Linked DNA regions of Sus scrofa: region 1 is linked to region 2. The links are chromatin contacts, called in public HiChIP or PLAC-seq maps. All regions are on one chromosome and are shown on one strand. Each heading gives the region's core, a stretch centred on a gene start, on an enhancer-like site or on the middle of the called end of the contact. The rest is flanking DNA. Distances are from core to core; before and after follow the strand shown.

Region 1 (6,240 bases), core at 65-2,564, 120 kb after region 2:
CAGATTTTTGAAGATGCTGTTTACTGACCCTTAGCAAAAACCAACTTCCTATTTTTCTGGAACAAAAGGGGCCTTACATTATTTCAAAGATTTCTGAGACATCAAAGAGCTCAGAGAGACATACAGTTTATGGGTAATGATTTAGGATTTAGTGAATCAAAAACACATGGATTAAGTTTCCTTTAAGAGACCCAAGGTTTAAATTTTAAGAGCTAAAATGTTGGTCTAAACACACATTAGTCCCAAGAAAAGCCAAAAGCTATTTTTAAAGATAGAGTTGTCTGATGGACCTAAAACTTGGCTTGGTTTTACTTTCCCACATGATTAGGCCTCAAAGGAGGCAACCTGCCTTCTGCTAAACAAATTTACTCCACCTCTCTCTGATTTGTGAAGACTACATTATTTCAAAGGTCTCTAGCTTTGAATGCTCTTCTTGATATTTTCTGTAAACTATTTAAAACCAGAAATATCTCATGGTCTTACTGAAAAACTGGAGTAGATTTTAATTCCTCTAAGTCAATTCGTTTTTAATAGACAACTTTAAAATTGGACTCAAGTTTCTAGGTGCTCAGATTTCCAACTATCAGGGAACAAGAGATCATTTCAAAACAGGAAAAGGCCACTGATCTTAATATGTGCCTTGTTTCATGATATATTATTATATTTGCATTTAAAATAGTAGGAAGAAATACAGTACATAATCTTCCGTTCTAACACAATGGCCTTCCTGAAGGCCGCTAGTCTAGGCATTTCACTGAGTTTTTAGGATTAAAGGAAACAAGTTAGTGCACAACCTGTAAGTTTTTATTCCTTTGGAAAAATAGATTGCAACACTGATCTGATGGCTTTTAAAGGGCACTCGAAACCAGTGCAGCACACGTTTTGAATTTCAGTGGTAAAGGAAAAACAACTGGTGAAGTAAGGCAGATCTTAAAAAAACAAAACAAAGAACCAGTATTCCAAACAGAGAGTGTATTTTGAATGAGAACTTGGGAATGAAATATGAAATCTACATATAAAGTTATGATGAATTTAGATTTCAGAAAATTACTGCTGAAGTTTAAGAATGAAATAACTAGATTACTCCTTACTTTAGAAATAAACAGTTTGATACAAAGTATGTGGGCTGATTAGTTTAGGAAAACAAGTATGTGCCAATAGACGATGAATTAGAAAATATCTTTTTGGTTTTTTTTAATTGCTAACTTAATTTTCCGGAGAGGAAAAAAGTCTGAGAATTCTAGATGACAAAATACTTTGCAGAAGCAGTCCTGGGCTCTTTGGCCATGCATGCTGCTGAATTAAACAGCATTTGAGGGTGACTCAGGGGACTACTTGGCAGGTATAGTTGTGACCAGGATTGCAAATGGGACCATCAGAGCCAAATCTAGTTTGTAGGCATTTTGTCTCTCTAGCTTGCACAGTTTTAAAGATGCCGAGTCAACATTTTAAAATAAATAGATTTCTAGCTTCTGAAAGTGTGAAAGATACCATCACATGGGCCGACACCACTCACTGAATTTCAAAGTAACTCTGATGAGTGCCAAGTGGCTACTCTTCCTCTCCTTTTTTTCTGGGCAGGTTGTCAGTCCCTAGTAAAAGGGTTAGCTTTACTCTTTTAGGTTACCTGTTTGCAAATATTTATTCAGGATATAAAGAGGGAAAAGGGGGAAGGAAGAAAAGAGGAAGAAAATTCAGCACAGTGGTTTAACACTGGAAAGAGAAAAGAGAGAGAGAGAAAAGATAAGAAATATACAGGAGACAGAAGCTGTAAAACAACAGCAATTCCTTCCTTTGCTGTCTCCAGATTGATATTATGAAAGAGATCTGTGACAAAAACTGTAGGTATTACTCTCAACAAATTCCACTGGGCTAGGCTCAGAGTGTAGAAAATAAGAAGGAAAATTGTCCCAATGGCGCAATATTCCTGATCAAGTATGGGACAGGTGAATGCAAGGAAATAACATGATTCTCTTCTTCAGTTGCCCTCAAACCAAGGGATGTGGTACATCCCTTCATTCTCACCTTTGAGACTGTAACAGACTATGGCAGGCACTGTCCAGGTACTTTCCATAAAAAATCAGGGACTCCACGTACAGCTGTGCAGCCTATGCATTGCACAATTCCAGTGGAAAAAAAATGAGAATGACACTGCCAAGGAATGCAAAGGAGAAGCCCTGTTCCAGATAGCCACATGTCTTATTCTTCTACCTCCTTCAGGTTCTAGATCAAAGGCCACCACTTAAGTGAGAACTTCTCTTACCCCACTGCCAATTTTTTTCAGTCACCACCCCAATTCCTCTTATCCTTGACAGTCCCTACTCCCCTCTCAACTTCATGCTTCCTTATACCCTCAGAACCACTTCACATACATTTTATTTACGTATTTTATTTACTGTTTTCCTTCTTCAATATGGAATAGAGCTCATGAGGCTGGAGACTTTTTGTCTGTTTTATTTTCTGCTGCATTGACAGTCTATAATTATGTCTGGTAGGTACACAACAAATTATCCTGAATGCCTAAATCCTCAATCACATTCTTAAGAGTACAGAAATCTGGCTTTCACTAGAACCTGTGATTCTCTGACCACATTTAATAACTGATCGGACCAGATTTCATAATATTCCTTTGCTATGTTAGAAGAAATACTTTTCAAATCCTATGGACCATAATATAATCTATATGGCTCTTAAACTCATATAATTTCTATTTGTCCTAAAGCTACATAATTTATTATGTAAATTTAAAACAACAGGAGTAACCTGCATAAACATACTTGCACAAATTTATACAATCACAGAGGAAATACGTATACCTGGGTATGCAATTAACCAGTTCATTGTTTTTTTCTTATTTTCACTGTGCTCACACCTCCTGTTACAAATACCACACATGTGACTTTTCTCTCAATTACATTTTACAGCTTATAAAAACACTGTCTTCATTTTGTCCCTTGAAAAGCAAAGCAGTCAGATTTTACTGGATGTTTTTATTGAAACAAATCCCAAGGGGAATATACTAAACTATTAAACACAGCTGAAGAGATATCTGAGAATGGGTTTTCTGATAGAAGGGTAGATTACAAAATTACAGCTCTTAATCTGATAATAGGAGAATGCCCCACACATATGAATGGAGCTTTTTCTTCAGGAACTTTACTAAAAAAGAGAAAGAAAAAAAAGTGGAGAAAGAGAAGGTGAGAAAAACTCCTGAGACTAGAAATGTTATAGTCATTATTTATTACTAACCTAAGGATTGCAGCCCATGCCTCATTGGAAAATGCTTCAGTTAACCTTCCTTGACCGCTGGGCAGAGGCTGCATGCTGCTGTCGAGATAGCATGGGGGCTAGGCTCACGCACAGTTTCCCTGTCTATAGCATGGGGAAGTTCAGATACTGACATCAGCCTTGCCTATTTTGTAAGATTGTTATAGTATCAGAAAGATGATATACTCAGAAGCTGCTTGAAAATTTTAAGATTTAAGTTCCAATCTTTTGATTTAAAAAAATTTCTATTATTTAATAGCAAGTGGGCTAATTTCTAATGTTGTCACTCTCATGCGATGCCCCCTCAAAAATCAGGGAACTTGATTCCATTTTGCATGTGATTTATTTATCCAAATATCTAATTCTTCAAGGGCAGATATTTCATTTCTTCTTTTTAAAATGTTCCTCTAGTACCAAACACATATGATGTTTAACCTACAGTTCTTAGCTATTTTTGCTGAAAGAAATGTGGGCTTGGCAGCAACTCTGTTAAGAACAGAGAATCAAAGTGATTCTAAATTGACATTAGTCAGTATTCTATCATTTATTACTAAGAGGTGACTATTTATTTGCACTGAGCAAAGCCCATGAAGAAACTCTGCCCTGAGGGCTCAGTATCAAAGATACTAGTTTCAACATAACCAGCCAAGTAAAGGAGGTTAACTCCTTGGCACTTAAGTTTCTGCATATTTTCTCCCTTTAAGGTGGAACAATTGGGAAATTTGGTATCCCATGAACAAACACAGCAGCCTAAGAAAAATATTGGGGATGATGGGTAAAGCAACACATAGATGATTCTGGTGAGCCTAATAAGAAGAAACCATGAAATTTGAGAAACGAGGCACAGAAGGTCTTGGAATCAGCTCTGACCGAACCAAGGGAAAGGGTCGAAGAGGAAGGTGGCAGAGAGATGGGAGGCGCTCTGAATGTGTAGGGAACTGTGTACTCATCATGGGTGTGTCACCATAAGCATTGGTGCAGCCACTTAGAGAAAAGTGTGTGTCCTGAGAGAATGTTATTAGACCTTTTGAATTATGCACTTTGTTTTAAAATGACCACATTGGAGAAAAAGTTTATTTGAAGCTATTATATAAATGTGCAAAAGGAAAATTAGACTAATGCTGTTTCGGACTGTTTAAACTAACAACTATGGAAATTGATTTTTTAAATGTATTTCTTTGCCTAACTCTCCTTAAAACTAATTTTAAAGAATTTCAAGATTACAGTGGGTCATGTGCTTACTATAGTCTTAAAAGGAATTTATAAGGGTACTTCTCCTGCTTAGAAAAGTGTTATTTTTCTTTTATTGTAGGTTTAAAAGTCTTGAAAATACTAGTTATGAACTTTCCTATTGAGGGGCTGTGGTTAATCTCATACATCTGTATCATTCAGGTAAATCTCATCCACTAATTCTGATGGCGCGGAGGGTACATCAAATGCAAACCTCTATTGTGATGTATCAAGAACAAAGCAATCTTTGAAAAAGCAGTAGTCAGCACATCATCTTCTATATGCCATACATTCCATCATGTTAAAATCTAAATATATTTAGGGTAATAACTATATGCTCATGCATTGCACATTAAGTCTAAGACATGAACAGAATTTTTAAATCACCAGTAAATTTTATAGGCAATCAGCTACATTTTTAGTCTTCGAAAATTGTGAAAATTGATGTAAATTTTACTTGTATTATTCAGCAGTTCGAAAAGAATGAACACTGGACACACCACAGGCTTGCAGTCTGACTGGAACCAAAGCACCTCACTTTCTGTTCCATTATGGAAGTAGTTAAAACAAAGCCCAATAAGCTTAGAGGCTAGAAAGAAAAGCTATATACCTGTAAATAACCCAAGCACCACTTACAGTTTACATAAAAGCACAATTTATGTCCCAGAGGCACAGAGAAACACGATGTACATCATTTCAGATCATCTTCATGCAGAAAAAATTCATTAGTCAGCTATAATAATTTAGCTATAAAGGAAAATAATGTTTTTTTCTGAATCCATTTGCATGGCAATGTGCATGTGTCTGGCTGATGGAAATGACAGAATAAACCTCCACCCAACTCTACAAAATGTGAACAGTGTTCTTAAAATTCAGGAGAGGGTCCAAATAGTCTACATGCTCTCCAACGTCAGTCAGTTTTACAATCCTCTCATTTCATCAACCATCTTAACTTGGCAATTAAAGTCATCCAGATTATTTTACCTAAGAGAGTTGACAATATTTCATTTGCCCAGGGCTCCTTTGAACATAAAAACTATGATAAGGTAAAACACACTGGGCAACTATTCATGCATGAGCCACAGGAACTCTCTCCAACTGCCAAATTAGTAAATGGCTCTTTTAAAACATAAAAGGTATGAAATGGGAAACCGTACTTAGAAGTAAATTCTGTATTGGCAACAATCTGTGAAAAATACTTTCGTTGGTGCTTTAATTATTGGGTCAGTACCAGCATTAGCCAGACTGCCCGACCTCTGGTTATAATCTACTTCACCTAATAAGATAGATGTCCACAGAGCTCCAGCAAAGAGATAAGGTAAGATTAAAAATGATGGATCACAACAAGCCCTGTGTATTTGCCAGAAATGAAGAATTCAGATCCTCAGAGACACCTGCCCCTTGGACGGGGCCCCACGTAATACGAATAAAGAAAGGTTGGGAACGAGGAAACTGCTCGGCTCGAACCTTTTGACTGCCGCATCACCCTGGGACAGAGTGACCATATCCCTTTTGTAAAGGCTGAGTCAGATCACAGCCTTGAAACTTGCCCGGCCGTGACCATCATACATCATCTCCCCAGCGCCCCTCTCTCTCTCGAGTCACACAGGTGGCTGTCACAAGCACCCCCCACCCCCGCCCAGAACGAAAAGCCCCGTTCTAGTTCCGTCCTCACCCTTGGGCCACGTTCCTTCAGTTTCTGAAGCCCCTAAACTCTTGCCCACCCACCCGCCCCCAGTCTTG
Region 2 (5,688 bases), core at 806-3,305:
GGCTCAAGGTTCTTCTCTGAGCAAGACTATTTTATGAAGGCAAGTACTATTCGCCAAATATATGGATGACTTACAGTAATGATTTGGTTAACTTGTGTTCTCTCTAAATGATTTTACCTGAATTCCACAGGTGCTTTAGTAAATCTTACATATTTTATTTGAATTATTTAACTAATTGCCTTAACTCTCACTTTTCTTCGCTATCATTTATTATTCTTTCTTGTATGAAGAACCATTTCCTTTTAAAAATAATGTTGCCCATACCCTTGTGAACTAGTTAATTTTCTTTCCAACATTTTCTTTTTGGCTCTGTAGATATGACCTAACAATCACTGCAATAAAGCTGTTGTTTCAGAGGGTAAAGACCTTTTTCCTTATAAAAAATTGAATGTGAAAAAAAAAAAAACCACCTCATATAGTGTGAGAATGCCTGTTTTTCTTGGTCATATTTCATTTCCTTAGCAAGACTATTTTCTTCTGCTTTCCATTGTCAGCAGACAAAAATGATACAATTAAATCAAGGAAACCTGGCAGGGCCGATTTTGGAAAATACAGTGAATTCAGTTTCTGATTTGAACAAAGAGCAATTTATTATGTTGGAAAAACACTGCCGTGATGAGATTCAAACTCAGTGTCTCATGCTAACTCAGGACACCTTTCAGATCTGGATTTGTATTTATCTTTGAGAAGGGGTAGTGGTTTCACTCCTAAACTTTCAACTCCAAAGAGGACGTGGAGTTGTTTAAGGGTCAGCAAGCAATTAGCACCCAGAACCCCCATGTGGAGGCCAGGGCCAGATTCCAGGCCTTTCCCAGTCCTGAGCTGATTGATTCTAAGTGCAGATTTTTGTCAGCAACTCCAGCCATTCTCTTGGAGCAAATGAAGCACTGGGTTGGCTAGAGGGAATTTTATGAATCAGATGAATCCTAAGGAGACTTTTGAAATAAATAATATATATACTGAAGAATCTAATAACTAAAACAATACCTAATATTTGTATAAAACGTTATCTCATTTAACATTTATTACCAGCATTGTAAGTTATAATTATCTTCATTCTTTTTTTTTCTTTTTCTTTTTTTTTTTTTTTAATTTTAGTGCCACACCCTTGGCATATGGAAGTTCCCAGGCTAGGGTCAAATCGGAGCTGTATCTGCCTGCCTACGTCACAGCCACAGCAACGCCAGATCTGAGCCGTGTCTGCCATCTGTGCCACAGCTCACAGCAACACCAGATCCTTAACCCTCTGAGCGAGGCAAGGGATCGAACCTGCATTCTCATGGATGCTAGTCAGATTTGTTTCCACTGAGCCACCATGGCAACTCCATTTGTATTCTTTATATTCAGGAAAAGTACAACTTAAAAAATTAAGGGACATTGAGAGTCACACAGGTAGTAAAGTCAGCTCAGACTATACTAGGACCCTGTTTTTGATGTCACACTGGTATTACTAAAAAGAATGAGGGAAACCAGAGTCTGTTTTCAGGACTTTTCCCTTCACATATTTCTAGATTATGCCAAACTTTGGACAAGTTTGGTGGTAATTTTATTCTAGCAGCTTCCACATTGAATCTTTTTGTGGAGAAAACAGGTGATGATCATCATCATTATCAGGTAATAAATAATAATAATAATAATAGTAGTAGAGGTAGTAGTAAAATCAAGGCCCCTAGAAATATTAGTGCCACTTATTGAAAGTTTTGCAAGCATTGTTTCATTTATTCCTCACACATTCTTATGAGGAAGGCACTATTTGCATTTTCATTTTAGAAATGTGGAAACTGAGGCTTGGCAAGGTTTAACAACTAGTCTAAAATCACCTGGTAAGTGGTGGAAATGATTCACGTCTAGAGTGTCTGATTCCAAAGTGTGTCCACCTAAAGCTCTATGCTGTAGCACTTCTATGTAGAATAAGAGTAAGGGTTGGGGTGATGCCTGCCAGGTCCCTGGGACCTGAATTATGACTGAATTAAGTTGGTAATACGATGTCAGGGGATTCAGGTTTCCACATGTAGCTCCTTATGTAATGGACAAAATTAGGTTGCATGTGCTCCTGCCAAAAGGACAGTTGGAGTGAAGCAAAGTAACCTGCTACAGTAAACAACCCAGCTCTGTGGTGTATATTTGCCACATGTTAAAACAGTTCCAGTCAGAAGCTGTCAGCTGAAATTCTGAAATAATCCTCACAGAATGCAGCTTATGAGGAATAGGTGTTTTATTTTTATTAAGTTTAAAATCTTTATAACTTCCAAGCAGTCTGGTTTGGAATATTGCAAAAGAGAACTAGAATTTTCAGAAAAATGTAATATTTTATGGATTTTTTTTAGTATATCAATTCTGCTTTTTTAAGTGAAAATAAATGAGTAAATCTGTTCTTCATTTTTTTAAGAGAAAATCATTGAAATCTCCTCAATTTAAATAAAAGTTGAGAAAAATATTTAAAGAATATCAGTTTTAAGGGACACCAAATTATAAGCCAGCTAGGGGGGTGGAGGGAGGGTGGTCCAAACAGCTTGGTCTGACCCTGTTTACAGAGCTCATATCAAAATGGGGATATTTTTAGTGGAATTTCAGAGTGACAGAGGTTGAGAGATAGTCTCAACTAAAAAGATTATGCTGAGTAGTAGTTTGGTCAGTGAAATGGAGGCTTTTGAAGGATGTTCAGGAGTGTCCACCTTAGTTTAGAACTAATGCAGGGTGGAAATTTCTGGAAGAATAATAAGAATGGGTTAGCATCAGTTACCTGTAGGGAGTGAGGATGGAAAGTGTGGAAGAGTGGTCAGACATTTCTTGTCCACTTTATATCTTTTTGTCCAACTAATATTTTTTTCCATGAGGCTATGATTGTAATAAAAATAACAAAACAAGACCTAGCAGTACAAAGAATTGATGTAGGGAACATCTAGGAACGGGCATGGGTTTTCAAGAAGGCAAATGACATAGACAGATATATGATTCTGGCAGCTGGTTTTAGATTCTAAGAAAGAATCAATATGGAGAGGGCAGAATCAGGAGGTCAGTTGTTAGAATAACCTTGGAATAATAAGTTGAGTAATGACATATAAGCCAACTATAATTTGGAGACAATATTCTAAAACCCACATGGAGGATCCACATTTCCTTCACATCAGAGAACTTAAAATAAAATGACTCAAAGTAATCATAATTTAAAATTTGATACGTCTGCACTAGAGGGAGTTACATTTTTATTAGCAACTTAAATCTCTGTCAGTATAACAACCCTTAAGTAAACATTTCTTCAGACTAAAAGTAGATCAATGTATGAAAGAAAAAATATAAAGGATATATTACAAATGAATAGAAAAAAATGAATAAGTACAGCACATGACAAATTAACATTTTTTTCCCCCTGTGAGTCAAGCAGGCTCAATGGTGGCAGCCTTGTTTTTTTACTTTCTGTCATTATAAGCATTCGTTTACTAAACTAACAGCATTTCATTAAGCAAGACTAATTCCTGAGAGCATTACCTTAGCCCATTAGCTTCCAGACAGTCATTAATTCCTATGACATGTCTTGGGATGAGATCATTATTATTTTCATTATTGTTTTTATCAATTTAAGTTCATTTTCAGAAAAAAAATCTGTGCAGTTTTAACAGTGGGTATTTTCTATATGAAAAATTTTTTTAGTATCTTCGTGATGAGAATTTCTTGCTTTACCCATGTGTTTTCATAGACATTTTAGATATTGCTGAAGCTAGTTTAAATTCTCAAAGTCTCACAAAAAAAATCAGGAACAGTTTTGCAAAAGTATCCTGATAGGATATTTGGGTTTCTCTGTAATTTTCCTTTATTGGTAGTTCTGAGATAATCTCTGAAGATCATATGTCTCACTTCAGAAGTTTGGGGCAGGATTTCACAAAGGCTCTAAATTTGGCATTTCTTGTTTACAAGGATTGTTGCCACTGATGAATATGGTGGCTGTTTAGTCACAGTTCTAGAGACGGGAAGGCCCAGCTTGAGTATAATGGAAAGAGCAGATGTCACCGGAACACAGTGGCAAACGTCAAAGTGACGGCTTCGGCTGGCAGACAGTAGTCTGTCCGTTACCACTTTCCAACACTTTTAGAATTAGAGACAGAGAGAAAACTCATAAAACAACTGTGAAAAGTATAAACAGCCAAGAAAGGTAAAGGAAAATGAAACGAAATGTGGTGTGTAAAAATTCCAGGCTACCCAATAAAAGTAGGAACTGATATTACATATCCCATGGACCATAATGGGGAACACAAATAGTTTGGGGAGTCAGTGAAAAACGGTTTTTGACATGTTTGGATGCCAAAGATTTTGAAAGTTGATCTCTTTTGGCCTGGTAAAATTTTATGCATTTTTGTCGTTCCAGCCCAGAGGTCTAAGGATTAGTGGATGTTTCTGCAAGCCTGGAACTCATGTGGTAAAAAGAATGTACACATGTGACAGTAAAAGAATAAATGTATAAAGACAAAGGCCTTCTTCTTAAACAAAGGATATACATTAATTATCATTTTAATCCAGTGCTTCAAACTAATGTTAAATTTTAGTTTACTTAAAATTAAAAATTCCTGTTTATATATCCTAAATATGGCCGTTTTCATCTCAGAGTTGATGCTTCAATGCTAACTAGTTTTCAGAATGCTTAAACCAGGTAGGGTTTAACTTCCCAGGTAGAGTTGATGCTTCAATGCTAACTAGTTTTCAGAATGCTTAAACCAGGCAGGGTTTAATGTTAAATTTTTAGTTTACTTAAAATTAAAAATTCCTGTTTATATATCCTAAATATGGCCGTTTTCATCTCAGAGTTGATGCTTCAATGCTAACTAGTTTTCAGAATGCTTAAACCAGGTAGGGTTTAACTGAGCCCTATTCTAAATTGGTCTATATAGGGAACTAGCCCTTCATTAAAAAAATTAATCATAAAGGATTAGGAGCTATTTGGATATTTGATGCTAATTTTATTTGCAACTGATTCATATCATTTAAAAAAACCCTATACTTTTTATTGATAAGAAGGAAAACACATCCATCAGAATAGCTCAGAAACATGGAATGGAGAAAAGGATGAAGACAAAAGTTCCTTTTGTTTCCAGCATTTGTTAAATGTTTGCTTTGAAGCCAACATAGTACCAGCTGGACGACAGCACAGTTCTATTAATGATGCTGCTTTTCATTACCATAGATATGCTTTTGCAATTTTCCTAGATTTCTGCTCCAGGGTCACATGGTAAGTCAATAGTAGTTATAAACCTCTCAGCGTTATGATCAATACCTTTGGCTGACGTAATCTAGACCTCTAGTGTAATTTACAACAAAGGACAGTTTGGGCAAGTCTCTGTTTTATTACCTTCAATTCACGAACTGAAATATTTCACAGGTTTATGACTGAAGTTATTTCCAGTTTTTGATAGATAGGGAATTGAAATAGTCCTGAAGAAAAATGTCAAGTATGAAAAGGAAAAAACATTTTATGGAATTAAAGGCAATAAGCATTTCTTCCTTTGGGGCACAACGTCTGCATACATATCTCCTGATATTGTCTAAAGCACCACTATATATCTGTATATTCATCTGTGTATGTCTAGTCATCTGAATTGATTATAATATTTAATGAAGTATGCCTTATCTTAAAAACACACACCATATAACAATACTGTTCTTAGTGTACTTTTCCTGAGTCTGAATAATCATTAA

Evidence for each region. HiChIP or PLAC-seq counts read pairs in DNA pulled down with a chosen protein or histone mark.
Region 1: an H3K27ac HiChIP or PLAC-seq map of skeletal muscle shows a contact between it and region 2. The contact joins two enhancer-like sites. A contact is called at or near these places in 4 of 5 promoter capture datasets (fetal liver, fetal skeletal muscle, liver and 1 more), 14 of 47 Hi-C or Micro-C datasets (alveolar macrophages, embryonic fibroblasts, fetal heart ventricle and 8 more) and 1 of 2 datasets of contacts at active chromatin or transcription factors (skeletal muscle).

The regions. Positions count from the first base shown.
Region 1 is chr18:29,534,502-29,540,741 of Sscrofa11.1, forward strand. It overlaps a transcript of MET not described here. Among named protein-coding and RNA genes, the nearest start is that of MET, 25 kb to the left of the region's middle. Within about 2 kb of position 1,315, at least 2 of the 83 cell types and tissues checked have an H3K27ac peak or open chromatin away from gene starts, as enhancers often do. A contact at or near this core is called in skeletal muscle, where this site is marked.
Region 2 is chr18:29,417,391-29,423,078 of Sscrofa11.1, forward strand. No RefSeq gene overlaps it. Among named protein-coding and RNA genes, the nearest start is that of CAPZA2, 55 kb to the left of the region's middle. Within about 2 kb of position 2,056, at least 5 of the 83 cell types and tissues checked have an H3K27ac peak or open chromatin away from gene starts, as enhancers often do. A contact at or near this core is called in skeletal muscle, where this site is marked.